Linked DNA regions of Mus musculus: all the other regions are linked to region 3. The links are chromatin contacts, called in public HiChIP or PLAC-seq maps. All regions are on one chromosome and are shown on one strand. The core of a region is the stretch at or near the end of the contact, and the rest is flanking DNA. Distances in the headings are between cores, read along the strand shown. Region 1 overlaps P4ha2 (procollagen-proline, 2-oxoglutarate 4-dioxygenase (proline 4-hydroxylase), alpha II polypeptide). Region 2 overlaps Tnip1 (TNFAIP3 interacting protein 1). Region 3 overlaps Rapgef6 (Rap guanine nucleotide exchange factor (GEF) 6).

Region 1 (2,700 bases), core at 82-2,581, 450 kb after region 3:
GGCTAATATCTGAATCAAGACATTGGGGTAGGGGTTGACGCATGGGAGACTGGCACCGAATGGAAACCCAAAAGATCAGCACCAACAGCAACAGTGAGTCGCATCTAAGCAGTCTGACCTGTCCAGACAGCGGGGAGACAGAAGCAAATGGAGGTGTGTTACCTGGAAGTTCCCCTCTGGAAATCGTGTCCGGATCCAGTTTGTACGTGTCCTGAAGTCTCATCAGGGCTCTGGCAGCTCCAGACTCGTCCTCATCAGTGGGGAAGAATTGCCGCTGAACTGAGAGGTTAGCGACAAAACCTTCCAAATGACAGTGAGAACACAGGTCACTCTTGACCCAGCGGACAGTCACTACCTAGGTTTCTGGCTAATGAGATTTCCCTGTGCCTTCCCTCAAAGGCTGTCAGCAGGCTGGGGGCTCAGTGATGAAACACCTGTCTGGCACACATTCGGGGTGCGACACCAAAATAATAGTCGAAACAACAATAATAACTCACTCCCCTTCCTTGTGAAGTCCTATCTGGGGGCTCCTCTACAGAACTTTCTTAGCCCTCCCTGTGCTGTTCATTTGGAACCAAAAAGCCCTGCACACAACTTAGCACATAAGAGTTCAGTAGGCAGGGTATGAGCTTCCTAATACCCAAGGCCACAGCCCAGAGCCTAGACAGATTTGACCCCTGAAGCGGCCCCAGGTGGCTTTTTCCAGGGCCCTAAGCCCTGGTCCCAAGCCAGAGACACAGCTCCTGTTATTTTAGGGCTCTAAGTAGAAGCCAGGCCTTGCTATACTAATGATTCAGGCCTTTGAATTTGCCTAAGAACTGGGGACTGGGAGGGGCGCTCCAACACATTCTATCCCTGGCCCCTTTCCAAGAGTAGCAGCATCCCCTGCTATCCCCTCTCATCACACCAAGCCAGGGTGTCAAAGAGCTGCTACATCGTCTCCTTCACAGATATGTGGTCAGAAACTTGGAAGACTTTAGTATACAGGAAAAAAGAAAACCCCCTAGAAATAGCCACACGGTACTGTCAGGGTTCCCCCTTATCTCAGGGGCAAGCAGCCAACATCAGAGATGAAAATAAGCGATTGCTCTCGGGACGTGTAATCACCTTCCAGGTAATCACAGCATTTCCACATGGCAATGGAGGGAGTGGGGACGACAAGATCAGACGTCGGAGCGTGGAGATCTATTGTCTGCATCTGTGCGGGCTTCCTTGCCTACCTCTCCAGAAAGCAGGCAGAACAGCCTGTTCTGAGCTGTTCTGTGCAGCAGGCCCAGCCCAGGAAGGGAGGGTGAAGGGGGGTGGGGTCTGGGAAAGGCAGTGGCTTCTGGAGGCTGTGAGCTCACAGGCACAGCTCCAGCCGCTCTGAGCTCACCAATCCCTCCCCAGAGACTACCCAGCCCCCAGCCAACCCCAACCCAGGCGGGTCACGTGGCTGTAACCAGTCTCAGCCAGAGAGACAGCTAGTCTGAAGTTAATCAGCACTCAGCGAAGTGAAGAGGCCCGGCCCAGCCTGAGGCTGGGAAGCCCGTGGCCCACCTCCAGCCCACCCTTCCATTACCGATATCCTCTCCTCTGGGTAACAGGAACGTGTTCACTCGCAGAAGGTACTACCCCAGAAAAACAAATCTATGCTCTGCCCTGTAAATACCATTTCTAGGTCATTTAGCTTAGAAAAATAATCAGAGGCAGACCCAAAATGCATGTAAAAGAGGGCTGAAAAATTGGAAACAACTCCAGGTGCACTACGAGATGACCATACCGTCATTACAGTCACGGCACAGGCACACTTAAGCTGCATCTACAGAACCTGGGAAACGCAGGACTGAGCGCACGTTTGTGTCAATTCCACACAGACATGCGTTGTGCGTAAGAGACACATGTAGGACATATTCAGATGAAGCCTCTGTTACCCAGCTTGCCTCCGCCCACTTGGCTTATTTTTAATTCATTCATCCTTTAAAGCAAGTGAGTTTTAATCCTTTAGGCCATGCATAGCTCCAGTTTTTAATAACATGTTTGTACACATAAGCGGATTCTTTTGGTGTGTATGAACGTTTATAAACGTGTATGCGTACGTGTGTTTTCTTGTGGATGGGTGCATACGGATGCATGCGAATGTATATGGAAGCTCAAATTTGAAGTCACTTGTCTTCGTCAATCACCCTCTATTTATTTACTGAGGCAGGAGCGCCCACATGATCCCAGAGCTCATGGGTCAGCGAGTCTAGCTAGCCAGCTTGCCTGGGAAATCTCATCTCTGCCTCCTGAGGGCTGGGATGATGCCAGACTCACTTGCCTGGAGCTGGGATGATGCCAGACGCACTCGCCTGGCTCTACATGGCTTGTGGGTATGCAAACTTCAGTTCTCACACTTGGATGATAAGGGCTTCACCCACTGGGCCACCTCACCAGCCCAAGGTTAGAGTTTTTAAAAATGATTTTAAAGGTTTATTTTTTGTGTATGAATGAGAGTTCTGCCTGCATGTGTGTCTGCACCAGGGGTGAGAGGAAGAGGTCATATTACCGGGAACTGTAAATACAGATGGTTGTGAGCCAACATATAGGTTCTGGGAGCCAAATCTGGATCCTCGGCAAGAGCAACCAGCTCTCTTAACCACTGTGCAATCTCTCCATTCCCCGAGATTATAGTTTTAATGGTGCTTATCATGGAGTTATTGGATTAAACATCGTGATTTT
Region 2 (2,700 bases), core at 121-2,620, 390 kb before region 3:
CCGTGTGAATTCCCGATGCCTCATTTTGATTTCACAGTCAGTCAGAGTGGGATTTGATCAGCTCTTACTCACAGTGCCAACAATGAGGGGTGTGGTAGAGGGGAATTCACACTTGTGAGTGGACTGTCGGAGGACTCACAGAATTGTTTTTTGGTCCTTGAGGGAGGACATTGTGTTGGGAGAGTGGAATATTCACACTAGCTAAGCAGGCTCAGCGTTCCTTTGTATCTAGTAAATGGCCTGTAAAACTAACGCATAATGGTAATTCTAGTAACCTTACACTGAGAAGTTGGCTTCTGACCTTTAATGCTGGTCTTCATGTTGTGGTGACTCCTAACCATAAATTTTGTTTGTTTGTTTGGTTTTTTGAGACAGGGTTTCTCTGTGTAGCCCTGACTGTCCTGAAACTCACTTTGTAAACCAGGCTGGCCTGGAACTCAGAAATCCACCTGCCTCTGTCTCCCTTCCAAGTGCTGGGATTAAAGGTGTGCGCCACCACTGCCTGGCCTGAAAAGTTTTTTAAATGTGTAGTTTTTACATTCAGAAATTATTTACTCTTTTGCGTATTTATTTATTTATTTATTTATTTATTTTGAGAGAGAGTTTCTTAGTCCAGGCTGACCTTAACCCTGCAGCTCTCTGTGCCTACTGGCACTACAGGGGTGTTCCACCATGCCTGATGTCATTTATTCTTTCTGACCTGATAGTGTCTCATATTTTAGCTGGACCCTCTGTCCGATTTCAATTTTACATGTATTCATTTGTACTTGGAGGTGAGTGTGTGCCTGGGTATCCATACCCAAGTGGAAGTCAGAGGACAACTTTCACCAGTTGTCTTTTTCCTTCTATCATACTGGTTTCTGGACTTGAACTCAGGTTGCTGTGACAAACACCTCTACTCTCTGAGCTATCTGGCCAGTTCTAAATTGTTATTTTGTTTTATTTTGTAATAGGGTTCTTTATAGCCCAGGCTGGCCTTCAAAACTTCTGATCCTCCTGCATCAGTTTGAGTGCTGGCATTAGAGGCATGCACCACTATGCCTGGTTTATAGGGTACTGTGGGGTTGAACCCAGAGCTTCATTTATGCTAGGCAAGCCCTGTACCAAGTAAAGTACACCCCTAGTCCCAAGGGCTATGTTCTGCTGCTGGCTTAGACTGTCGTCATGACTGTGTCCTGGGAAATTAGTTAGGTATTAGTCCTCTGTGGACACATTTAATCTTTACCCTCTGGGAGCAACAGATGGGAGCATTCAGTATTTTTATATATCTGGTCATGTTGTCCCCTCCACGTGGGTGACCTGTGGGTGTGGGTGCCTGTCCCTGGATGCCCGTAGCAGCTCCCTTGGGGCCCCAGGAAGCCATGGGTCTGACTCATTCCTTCACCCCCAGTACTGTGTCTCTGGCCCGGATGTCCCGGCTGGGTCAGACGGACCTGGTTTGAGTATGGTGGTGCTCTGAAAGGTTATTTGTATGCCTCCCTCCCCTGGGTGCTGGCTCCCTTCTGTGCCCACTGTGATTTGGCAGGCCCTGCTACCTGCTTTTTCCCAGCCGTGTGTGTTCTCAGCCTGTTCTCACACTGAGCCCTTATGCCTGCCATCCCAAATGCCCTGACCAGTTTCTAGCCCTTCCCATGGCTGCTTTTTCCTTATCTGTCAAGTCTCAGCTCAAATGTCACCTCCTGAGAGGGGGCCTTCCCTGCTCTTCCTATGCAAAACACACAGCCCTCTCACTTTCTGTCATGTTACTACTTTGTTCATTCATTTATCATGATCTAAAGTAGATTTATTTGTGAGCCAAGTATGGTGATGCAGACATTTACTCCCTGCCCTCAGGAGACAGAGGAAGGCAGATCTCTCTGACTTCAAGGCCCGCCTGATCTCCAACCGTGAGTTCTAGGATGGATCGCAGGAGGAAGTGTTTCAGCTGCCTTCAGCTGGGTGGTGGTCAGGCTGTATCTGTATGCCAGAGCTTGTTTTTGCCTTCCAGGGCTCCTCCTGGCTGGGAGCTCTTTGTGACAGCATCAGGAGCCAGGGGACAGGCTAGCCACCGTGGATGTGGCTTGGGTATAAAGTCTTTCAGGAGCACCTGATTGATAACGAGGGATTTCCAGAAGTAAGTGATGGGGGCCCTGGAAAGATGGAAGGTACAGAGTAGGGCCTGGGCCTTTTAGGGGGCTGGATGGACATAGCAGATAGTGTGTAAGGTTGTGCTTAGTTGGGGAGCTGTTAACTGGGCTGGGCAAGACCCCCCAAAGATCCCAGGCATGGGAATGTCTGTCTGGACACTCAGATGGCTGGGCTGCAGCCGAGCTGGTGGGTCTCAGTGCTAACTGTGAGGCTAGAACTGTCTCCTACTCCCCTGTGACTGACAGCTCCTAGTGCAGACCAGGTAGGTTCTGCACGCAGCTCTAAGGGATGGCAGTGTCACCCCTCAGCATTGTGGGAGATCTGTCTGCATACTGGCTGAGGCTATGGCTGAGGCTGTTAGAGTCTTAGCCCCAGGCGGCAAGTAACCCCACTTCCCAGGCCTCTGGATAACTCACCTCAAACCCTTTCCTGGCCTGCGTTCTGTGCCAAGCCCTCTCTGTGTTGGTCCTTTGCTCTGTCCCAGATGTTGGGTGGAGGGTATGGCTCAGTTAGTGGAGTGCTTACCTACCATGAGTGAACTTGGGTTCTAGTCCCAGTATCACCTAAGTCAGG
Region 3 (2,700 bases), core at 175-2,674:
TTCTGGAACTACAGGCATTTACAACCATGGCAACAAAGTGATCTTTGCTTTGAAAGATACCAACTAAGCTAACACATCCAATGAAGAAAAAGGTGTCTGGTTGTAGGTAGTTCCAATCATCCTTGAAGTTACTAGAGATCAAATATTTCAATGAATTCTCAACATTTTAATACATTCTGAAATATTGGATTATTTTCTACTATAATTAATAAAGCATTATAAACACAGATGAATCAGCAAAAACAGTTCTAAAAAGTAACTGGAGGGACATTGTCTATTTCTCATGAAATTTATCAACATGCATTTTCTTATCCCTTGAACTTTCTCATATTAGCAAAACAGTTATCAAAATCAAGGTTTCAATAGTATCTTACCTGTATGCCATGTTGCTAACAGGATTTACAATTCTCCACTGTCCAGTAGTCAAAAGAAAAACAACCATTATGTTCATTAGATGCTATATTTATGTCTTTTAGAATGGTTCCATGACTGTTCTATCTCCTGTCATTGAGATCTCATCAATTTGTAGAACATTCTCTAATTTGTCTGATAATTTGTGACTTTTGTTTAAGTATGAATGCTGAACAAGAATACATTCTAGTCATGACCTTTCTTCTTCTCAGTGTTGTCACAACAGGAGTAATATCCCATTAGTTTGTGTGTATATATAAAATAGCAGTAGCAGTAATTACTATTCTGATGAAAATCTGCCATATTTTAACATCAGAAATTTAGTAATGTCCCCTTTATAAATAATTGCTAGGAACATCCTCTGTGATGTCCTAAGTATTCTGTTGCCTAACTGAACATTAGCCTCCCTAGTTTTACCAATTGTAAGCCAAGTGTTTCCTTACCATTTGTTAGTTGGCATTCTACCATCAAGGAGTGCTAGCTCATCATCCTTCTTCATTTCTTCAGATCATCAAGATTTTAACTACTTGTATGATATATGAAGGCACCATCACCACTATAAATTTTTATTTGAATTCCCAAATGTCCCTAGGTTTCGCCAATGGGAGTGTTTTTGATCTGGGTCCTGGGTTATTTTAAATTCTCTTAAATGTTTCCTTTACATTGTTGCCAGCTAATGAAAATACTTTGTTTCTTAAAGGGGAAAAAGATGATAAAGAGGTATAAAGGGAAATTCATTGTTAAATATTTTTTAAAGGCATATTTAATACATTAAATGTGCACATTAAAATTCTAGGCAGTAATTTTCTGTATGCATGTATGTATGTATGTATGTATGTATGTATGTATGTATGTATGTATGTTAGTTAGTATTCTGGCTAGTAATATATGTCTCCTCACCCTAGTCCTCTTTCTTCTTTTTCTCTCTTCCTCTTCTTTTTTTCTCTTTGAGACAAAGTCTTAAGTAACCCATGCCGCCTGACTCATCATATGGTTTTGAAATCATGTTCATCCTGCCACCTCCTGGCCAAGTGCTTGAATTAAAGCGAGAATCATGACGTCTGGCTTGTAACTAGTTGCACATTAAGTTTACTCGTTTAAAAATTAACAATTCTTTTTTTGTTGTTGTTGTTTTTGTTTTTTGTTGCTGTTGTTGTTTTTCGAGACAGGGTTTCTCTGTATAGCCCTGGCTGTCCTGGAACTCACTTTGTAGATCAGGCTGGCCTCGAACTCAGAAATCCGCCTGCCTCTGCCTCCTGAGTGCTGGGATTAAGTGGGCCGCCACCACCACCCAGCCAAAAATTAACAATCCTTAAACACTTTTTATTAACATCTTCTTACATTATTTACTCCCCACCCACACACTCCACACCAATGGTGGAGGTCAGGGAACAATTTCTGGAGAGCAGGCTGTCAGACTCGGTGGCAAGGACCTTTACCTGATGAACCCTCCCACCAGTCAAATACTTAAACAACCTGGTGATAAATTAATAGGTACATGAAAATGTAAGCTAACGATTTCTAAGTCTTAGTAAATAAAAAGGACATGGTAAAATGCCAGAATAAACTCTGGGCTTTAAACATGCTGGCATGCATTTCACTGAGGGGATCTCAAGGAACTTAAGCACAACCAGTAGCCAGAGCTTAGCTTGGTTTTTAAACATTTTCTAAAACAACAACAACATCACAAACAAACTCCCTTTACAAAAAAGAGATAACAGCTCCACGTTTCAAACAGCAAATGTAAGATGACTGTAGCCTAAAATGACTTCCTGACTTTTCCTGATACATAAACATGCTATATACCTCTTGCATGTGCACTAAGTATTAAAGCACATTGTTATCCACTGCAGTTTGACCACCTACAGTTCTAGGGCAGCCAATACCCTCTTTAGACCTCTGTGGACACTGCACACATGTAGTTCACTTACACACATGCAGGAAAAACAATCATACATAATATACATACATATAAATATAACTCTTTTTAAAAGCCAAATTTTCTAGAGTTCTAACAACTATCTAGGCTCTTATGGAAAATAAAAATATATTCATTAAACACAAGTCTAAATGAAATATTATCTCAAATTATTAAAGAGTACAAGTATTGGAAACAAACTATTTTTACTTGGGCCGATTTCCTATGTGCCTTTATTTTCTCTAGCTCTTCCCCTCAGCTCATCTGAAGTTTACTGACTCCATTACTGGCAAAGGAAAAAACACTGGAAAAAAATTATGTCCCTTTAAAGAGGCCTCCCCACTTCGTTGACACACAGACAGAGATACACA

The links. HiChIP or PLAC-seq counts read pairs in DNA pulled down with a chosen protein or histone mark.
Region 1: a contact with region 3 is called in an H3K4me3 HiChIP or PLAC-seq map of bone marrow-derived macrophages, with 7 times the contacts expected there. The contact joins two enhancer-like sites.
Region 2: an H3K4me3 HiChIP or PLAC-seq map of bone marrow-derived macrophages shows a contact between it and region 3, with 5 times the contacts expected there. The contact joins two enhancer-like sites. A contact is called at or near these places in 1 of 39 promoter capture datasets (the C10 cell line), 4 of 115 datasets of contacts at active chromatin or transcription factors (the 230-238 cell line, bone marrow-derived macrophages, memory CD8 T cells and 1 more) and 1 of 9 other capture datasets (liver).

What each region holds. Positions count from the first base shown.
Region 1 is chr11:54,111,737-54,114,436 of GRCm38.p6, reverse strand. It overlaps P4ha2 (procollagen-proline, 2-oxoglutarate 4-dioxygenase (proline 4-hydroxylase), alpha II polypeptide), which reads right to left. Exons shown (of 16, transcript NM_001136076.2): 6 at 163-300. Among named protein-coding and RNA genes, the nearest start is that of P4ha2, 12 kb to the right of the region's middle. Within about 2 kb of position 1,331, at least 172 of the 459 cell types and tissues checked have an H3K27ac peak or open chromatin away from gene starts, as enhancers often do. A contact at or near this core is called in bone marrow-derived macrophages, where this site is marked.
Region 2 is chr11:54,951,536-54,954,235 of GRCm38.p6, reverse strand. The region is part of intron 2 of Tnip1 (TNFAIP3 interacting protein 1); the gene reads left to right. Among named protein-coding and RNA genes, the nearest start is that of Tnip1, 10 kb to the left of the region's middle. Within about 2 kb of position 1,370, at least 47 of the 459 cell types and tissues checked have an H3K27ac peak or open chromatin away from gene starts, as enhancers often do. A contact at or near this core is called in bone marrow-derived macrophages, where this site is marked.
Region 3 is chr11:54,561,680-54,564,379 of GRCm38.p6, reverse strand. All of the region lies in intron 5 of Rapgef6 (Rap guanine nucleotide exchange factor (GEF) 6), which reads right to left. Among named protein-coding and RNA genes, the nearest start is that of Rapgef6, 40 kb to the right of the region's middle. Within about 2 kb of position 1,424, at least 7 of the 459 cell types and tissues checked have an H3K27ac peak or open chromatin away from gene starts, as enhancers often do. A contact at or near this core is called in bone marrow-derived macrophages, where this site is marked.